Linked DNA regions of Danio rerio: region 1 is linked to region 2. The links are chromatin contacts, called in public Hi-C maps. All regions are on one chromosome and are shown on one strand. The core of a region is the stretch at or near the end of the contact, and the rest is flanking DNA. Distances in the headings are between cores, read along the strand shown.

Region 1 (4,124 bases), core at 174-2,673, 250 kb after region 2:
AAAATGTTAAAAAATTGGGATAAGAATAGCGTAAAGACCTTAATAGGTTTAGTCATGCAAGCTTAAATTAAAATTAATGCAAACATATGGGTTGAGCAAAACCATATATTGTCAATTAACAACCTTACACTACATAAGTCTGCTTTAAAAGATTTATCAGTTCATTTTAACCAAAAAAAGTTTGAGTTTTATTTCTGTAACCCAGCTGTTACTGTTACTATAATATAACTATAAATAAATACAACGTTTCTATAAAATATCAGCGTTCAAATTTTTCTTATATCCTTTAAATCTTGACATAGTTGAGATAAACCAATCTACCAGACCATAAGACACTCGATTTGACTCTAACCAAGTGTTGACTATATTCATTCATTTAATGTCCTTCGGCTTAGTTCCTTATTTATTAGGGGTCGCCACGGCGGAATGAACCACCAACTATTACAGCATATGTTTTACGCAGAGTATGCCCTTCCAGCCGCTGGAAGGATCACTGGAAAAGACTATATTTATTTATTTCATTTATAGAAAGTTTAACTGGATTTTGTCTTTGTAGGTCAGTCTAGTGTAACGTTAATGCACGTGTCCCGATTTCAGGCTCAACTGTGACTCATGCGTACTATTTACTGCTGTAACCCATTTATGTGGACTACAATGGGTTAGCAAAGCTGTATTTGAACAAAATCCTTGCCTCTTTAATGAAAGACGATTAAAGTTACTGATTAGCCCTACCGCTTCAATATCCAATTAGCAAAGCAATCCGTATAAAACCCAAGATAAGCTATAAGTCCCTTTAAAACGCAAGACTCAACGGCCGACGGGGATATAGACACTACACTTCAAAGTACAGATCGATATCTCGATACATTTTTATCTGAACAGATAAGTCTACTTTTCATACAAATGTTGCAAGAAGCAAAATCTTATTTTTATGATTTGCCAAGTCATGCAAAGTTGTTTACAAACATTAATACATTTTCAAATTCACAATACATATCAAATCAATAACCAAAACACAAGAACAAACATCAGTAGCTTATAAAAACAAATTGAAATTCGGTCAACTCGAAAATAGACAATAAAGCCATCACCTGCAGCAGCCAAAACCGTATACTAGTGATTGTATAAACACATGAATATAAAGAACCTACTGTTTTAAACGAGTATATAACAGACACGGCGTTACAGTAGTTTTGGCACGTGTCCATCAGGCTGCATCGTTGCACTCATCAATAGGTACTAAAATATCCCGTATAGAAAGCAGCAGAAACAGCACACATTCAGCATCTCGCTATATTTAGGCACGGAACACACATTGTTTGCAGTTGTTTTTGATTAATACCTTTTCGTTTGATGAACATTTTGGCCTCCCGGCTGCTGCTCTCCGCCGTTCTCCCTCCCACGCTCCGTTTTAAAGATGAACTGAGCTCTTGATAGCGAAATTACGAATTCTACTATGGCAAAGGGTTTAATATGAATATTCACTAGGTGCTGATGACGTCTCTCGTTTTCCTTCCTATGGGGAAGTGTTTGTGCGTGAATATTAATAGAATTGTCCTGACGTAGCTTAGATTTCAACATTAAACGAAGTCTCTTTTATTGAATTTTAATGAGGCGTGGCTGACGTTGCTATCCAAGGCTCCAATAGTGGAGCAACCGGTTTTTGAATATTCATGAGTACATCTTTGCCATAGTAACGTTTGCAATTCTTCTCAGCTACGCCTCACTGATGTACATCACTCGTGCGTTGATAACTAAATCTCATGAGGGTTAAAATGGCATCTGAACCACGGGAAATGAAGTTCTCCGACGTGAAAAGTATTCTTTGTTCTTCATATGACTGGAAACTATAGCTTGGAGACAGTTTCATAATACAACCAGTAAGAGCAGAATCTGCGCTAAACCACACCCATTTTACACCATCTGCTCTCCGGTGCTTCCAGAGCTTGAAAGATTACTGGTCAGTTTGAAGAAGGTTTGTATAATCTATATTTAATCTCCACAACCAGCTCATACCAGCACATGTTTTTTCGAAATGACCTTGTAAACATACGACTTCCAGCTTGGCCTGATTTATTATAGCCTACCTGCACTAAATTAATGATGATTTTGCAAGCCCCTAGCCTGCCTATTAAAAGGAGTGGTTCTTAAAAACCACCTTTATGTAGTTGTTCAAGGTTCAAATACTGACTATTAGTGTCATTTGTGCTGGATTAACTTGTTGGGTGGTTATCATTTCCACACTTTTTGGTGCTACAAAAATACTTCCAACATTTTTGTAAAAGTGCTTATACAATTTTTTTTTCAAAAATTTATTTACAAATGTGCATTTAAACTAAGTTATTACAGTTTTATATATAAAATAATGAGCTTAGAATTTTAGAAATATAAAAAAAGACTTATTTTTAATGCTAATTTACTATCATCCATCATAAAAAAAACAAAAAAAGAATCTGTCAACACTTAAAATAAAAAATGTTTTAAAATCAAACTAAATTAAAAACTATAGCCTATAGTCAAATAACAAACTGGCCAGCTAATTTCCTCAGTCAGAATTTTCTATTTGAATAATAACCTTCTTTTATTGGTTACTTTATTGGTTATTCTTCTTAAAGGGATGGTCCACAGTGTATTTTTAAGGCTTGGTTGTGTTTATAAGATGCAAGGCAATGTGTGTCCATGCTTCATTTGTAGAAAATCATGTTATTTTTTTCATTTATTTTACTCTGATTGTATACGCTTAGTTCACGCGGCCGCCATTTTTAAGCATGAAAGCGAGGCTGCCCTGCTTCAGCCTATGTAACGCGGTGAGGGATAAAACAATGCAGTCATCAGTAGCACACCCTCATGTTGTCTGTAATTTTGTATTGTGAAAGTCTAATATAGTGAAAGAATCAGTTCATTAACTTACGTTTGGTAAAAGGCATCTAACACGCGTGTTTGGGAAAGAAAATGTTAGCTAACTATAGTGCCATTTCCTTTAACTTAGCTGAAAATGAGGTGCAATGTCCCTTTTTATTTTCACATAAAGAAACACTCCAGTGCTGCTGAAGATTGTGTGTGTTTACAGCAGTTTGACTGATAAATATGAATTTGTAGCGAAATTGTTATCAGTGCCAAACAGCATTTCCCATTGTTTACATCCTTGTTTATGTCCTCGCTACAACATACCGTTAACACTAGAAAATATGCACGTAATAGATCAATTTTAACAAGTAAAAATACCTGGTTGTACCTAAAATACTGGTTGTGGCTCACAATCCACAGCGTCGTCAGTTGTAGTCGTAGTTTTAGCCGAATACAGCACTGAACTGGGAGAGATTCTGAAAGCTGTCATTTGTCTAATGCTTGTTATATATTTGTATAAATCTCTAAACATTATTAAAACAAACTGTAAGCACTTCTCTCTCTGTCATGTTCTTTGGAAGCCCAAATACAGAAACAGAACAAGCTCTGTGGAAATAGCAGCATTTGGACATCATTTTAGCTTTCTCTGCATGGTGAATGCACAGAACCGGACTTGTAATCTCACTAGCTCTGATTTATTTTTTATAGTCCCCAAAGTTCGCTGTAGGCTTTGCTAAGCTAACTCTGTGAAACCTAATGTGTCCCTTTGCATTGAACTTTGAGCGTCTTACATTCAGAGATGTTGTTTATGTTCACACAGCTACATTACATATCAAGTAAAGTTTAAAATATGTTATTATAGTGGACCACCCCTTTAAAGCCTTTTTCTATTGGCTATTTTCACAATTTATGATGCCATACTGTCAAAAATGGGACAAATGAGCTCATATAGGTGTCAAATTCTGGACTTTGTCAGACACGGGGTGGGTCTTTCGATCCACCGGACCCCCCTCGCTATGGGAATGTTTTGTTTTATTAAAAAATTAAGTGACTATGTTTATTTTTGTTGTCAAATTGAATGTCATTTTTGGAACCACATACAGTTTCAAAACAAATACTATTATGTTCAATAATATTGATAGTATAACAAATTCATTGATGACTTCTTGAGGTTACAATATTTTAATTAAACTATAAAGATTTTTAAATTTATTGTGAAATCATGGTTAAAATGCAAATCCAATTATATTCACTTTATTTGGCATACAAAGCATCTC
Region 2 (4,113 bases), core at 1,153-3,652:
AAAAAGGCTGCACATAAAGCTGCCTCAAGTGCGCCAAGGGCAAGAAAAAAACGTTTTAGTATTTCAGACTCAATTGAATAGTGATACAGCCCTCAATAAGCGTGATAAATATAGGAACGGAGCAAATGTAAAGCTTGGCAGCACATCAAAACGTCACTCTTGGCACTGCTTTTTTTTTTTTACAAACAACTGCCTCGTACGCATACACCTTTCTGTCTGCGGGATCAAACTCCTGTAAATTCACTTCAGTGCGCCTCCAAGGCATCTTTTATAAGTGCGTCACCATTTACACATACAGGATCCCGCTCACCTCCAGATAAACTTCTTCATTCCCCTCAATCCCCCTGAAAACGCTTAACTAGCCTGCCTCTGCCAGCAGGTTTGATCCTATTAAGAAAATTATATCACGTAGTATATGAAATCGCAAATCTTGAAGAAAAACAGTTGGGCTAAAGACTTGTGTGTGCCAGTTCCCTACAGTGTCTGACTGATTATTTGCAGATGGGCAATGCATGAAGCTCTCAGCCAGAGCAGAGGTTTCCCCTGGCATGCCATGCATGTGATTAAATCTATGAATGCCTCCCAATTTACATCCCTGTGGATTTAGGAACGCATATCAGCCATGGTGTCAGCAAGTGTCTTTATTTGGGCTCAAGTTCAACTGAGAGCCATGTAGGCGGTTGTTCTGTCACATGCAGTCAATGACTGATGTTTAAGGGTTTGAGGCTTAGGGGAGGGATGGATAAGTTTGAAATGTTTGACTTCCAGCCCCCCTGTGTCCATATGCATTGGCTAAGCAATGGAAGCCTCATATTTGCTGATGGGTTAAATCCCTGTGGCGCTTAAGTGTGGATTGTTATTCTTGCACCAGTTGTTCAAAGCTTAATCAATGTCTGTCTGTGAGATCAATTAAAAGCGGCTTAGGGCAAAAGGAGGGTCAGGCAATTTGAAAAGGGGGGAAAGGAAAGCTCAACTATTCATCAATTGTCCACCAGACAGTGCCGTGCTGTGCGGTTCTGTTATAAACTCTGTATTAGAGATTTTGCCAGATTCTTAAAGATTATTCATACATAGTGTTTTCACTAATCTCCTACAAATTAATGCCAATCAACTCAGCTCAACATAATGAGATTTGACAACATAAAATAAACGTTTTAATAAAGTGTGAGAGTTATTCAATGGCTTTTTAACATGTCAGTTATTTTCTGGACAAGATATAAGATACAATATCGCACACCGCATTTATTTTACTAAACTTACTAATCGTTTTATCTTAATCGATTTTGAATTAGAACATTTCACATTAAATATATACCTCACATTTTAATGTTTGACACCAGTTTTATAGTTTTAAAGACTGTTACATACCTTTAGTAAAAGTAGTGTCTATTGTTTTATGGAAATCACTCCAACGGCTAACTGTTACTATGGTTACAGCAGGACTTCTCTAGCTTACTTAAACGTTTAAATGTGATGTTTTTATTGTGGGCGGTGTATTTAAACAGCTTGTGCGAAATTTAATGTTAATGAACCAAAATTTCATTTCAAGTTAGGTAAATGTGAGTTTTAAATACATCCTCATTTCAGAAGGCGCGAAATTGACAACAAAATCATCGGCGTCACACGAGGATCCCATTTAAAGACAAAGACGTTTTTTCACGTTTTTGCAACTTTATAATTATCATCTTTGATTTGTCACAGGACTCGCAGTGTCAGGATTTCCGATGCAAACTTTATAACGGTAAAGTTAAGTTATAGCAAATAGTGATTTTTACAAATACACATTTAAAAACCGGTCAGGTAGGCTAACTTATGTAGAAATGTACAACTTTTGATTCAGTCGTCGAACACAAGTTTTAAAACACCTCAACGTTTACGTAAAGGTGAATTGATTCAACGTTTTGGCAACAGTGGATGTCTAAAACTTGGAGAAGTTGACCTGTGATGGGTTGGATAGCCGAAAAGAACACATTAAATTATTCATGAACATCACTGAACCATGAGCTCTAGTACCGACCATCTTATAAAATTGACGATTAGGCTATCTCCAACTTAATAAACTATACTGTAACGTTAAATCTGTGGCGTTCCCATCCCTTCCATCATAAAACCAAAATGACAGAAACTACTGTAAAAGCGTAACTTCAGTTATGCTAATTTTGTGAGAAGCAGCACCAGGTGGGTCATCTGTCCCTCTCATAAGCGCACCGTAAATCAGTGTCCGTACAGAAGCGTCAACTAAAAGACTAATTGGTGAATTAATAAAGCATCTATCAAAGCCACATGTACAGTTCACTCACCTCTTTTGTTTCTTCTCCAGCGGTGGGACTGCTGCGTCTGACAGTGGCTGTAGTCCACACAGTTCAACACAATCAGCGCAAATGAGAACAGGCGAAACTGCATCTGGGCGGCTGTATGAATGTCCCGACTCACGGTAGAAAGCGTCAAAGGTACTCGCCACGAGCCTTCAGGGTCCGTATATGAGCTTTCAATATGTATATTTTTCCACAGAGGAACGGGGAGTTGAGGAGTCCGGACTCGGCTGTCTCACACATTAGAAGGGTAGAGAAAACACCATTTCTCGCCACCGGTTAATGTCATTTTAGAGAGCGAAACGCGCTTTTATAACGTCCAAAAGTGTCTGTGAAAAGTGAAACAGCTTTAAACTTAAGGTTATTTGACCAACAAGCACAGCTTAATGGATGTACGTGTTTGCGAGTGAACTATTTCATTCAAGAGAACTTCGAATCTCCAAGAGCGCACGGGACGCGATGGATGCCCTCAAACGAGACGCGCGGAGCAAAGAAATATACCTGCGCGAGTCCACTCCAAAAAAGAGAAACTTAGCCTATACATCAAGTTCCTTCCGAATGCCAAAGTAGACTTGGAACATCCAGCATCCCTCTCGCAGGAAAAAGTTTAGTCCTTTCGTCTCCTAGACAGAGTCAGAAAACACATGGACGCATCAGTCTGCAAATACTCTAGAATAAAGCCTTGAGGTGCATTGAGGATGTGTGTGTAACTGTGGCATATGCTGCAGTGCTCGGCTGGTGATGGAGTATCACTCTACTGGTGCTGATGCTATATAGGCACTGCTGTCACGTGGAGTCTCCAAGATCTTTTCGGAGCACTTTCAGAAGCCCCTCGGTCAGAGAGAGGGCTGCTCCCCCCTCCTTATTTAACTTTTAGAAGATGACAAATGGAATTTCTCCCACTGTATCTATACCTCACATATGAGCTTCCCCAGGGTCCTAGTGCATTGGATTGATTTAATAATACATTTTTAATGAGTACATTGTTTAAATGTGACTTTCTGATCCAAAGGATAAACTGAAATATTTATCTTAATAAAAAAAATAATAAATCATAATGTAATTTATACAACAACCTCCAGTTCAATTTCTTCCTTCAGTTGGAAGAAACAAACATAGTCTAAGCTGGTTTTGCTAGTTCTCAGTGATTATTTTACGTTGGAGGACCAGCTTGGCCAGGCTTTGGGAATTGTTTAAATCTGCTAAAACCAAACCGATAGTTTATTTGTTTTATCAACAAAAATGAACTGAGAATTAAAAATACCATATGTAGAGAAGTAAAAATCATATTTTATATGACCCACTGGTGTAATGATGTGAAACTGCTTATTGGCATTTAGAAAATCAAAATCTAAGAGTGCCAACTATTTGATATATTATCATAAAAAAACAACACATTTCTAGTTTCAAGATTATTTCAATACGAGATTCTAAAATTATCATTTAAAAAAAAAATCTTTAGACCATTTAAAATGGAAAAAGGATTACTGCTAAGGCAATTCTCCTTAAGAAGCTTCTTTGCCAAAATGGACATTAATTGCTTTGAAATCCAAGAAATGTTTTACCCAGCTTGACCACTAGGTGTGGCACTTAATCTTTTATTTATATATCATTTTTACCCATGTTCTCAATCTCAATATATCTACATCTCAAAATGTGTTCTCACTCTTGATATTTTGGCTTTAATTAGTTGGAAATCTTCCAAGTTAGTCAGGGTGTGCAGCACCCGATTCAGGTACTGATGTATACCAAGCAGGTGTTATGCAACAGCCTAGGTATGGTCCATCTGTCCAAATATAAA

The links. A called contact is a pair of places that touch in the nucleus more often than the background predicts.
Region 1: a contact with region 2 is called in a Hi-C map of embryo, with 2.2 times the contacts expected there. The contact joins the promoter of tmem74 here to the promoter of rspo2 in region 2. A contact is called at or near these places in 4 of 18 Hi-C or Micro-C datasets (caudal fin, embryo, hematopoietic stem cells and 1 more) and 1 of 4 datasets of contacts at active chromatin or transcription factors (caudal fin).

Annotation. Positions count from the first base shown.
Region 1 is chr16:43,211,382-43,215,505 of GRCz12tu, forward strand. It overlaps tmem74 (transmembrane protein 74), which reads right to left and starts at 1,424. Exons shown (of 3, transcript XM_073926487.1): 1 at 1,343-1,424; 2 at 1,152-1,239. The region is part of intron 2 of trhra (thyrotropin-releasing hormone receptor a); the gene reads left to right.
Region 2 is chr16:42,956,562-42,960,674 of GRCz12tu, forward strand. rspo2 (R-spondin 2) reads right to left here and starts at 2,403. Exons shown (of 5, transcript NM_001281990.1): 1 at 2,301-2,403. The coding sequence starts at 2,403. It overlaps LOC141378296 (a long non-coding RNA gene), which reads left to right and starts at 1,406. Exons shown (of 3, transcript XR_012392436.1): 1 at 1,406-1,741; 2 at 2,321-4,113.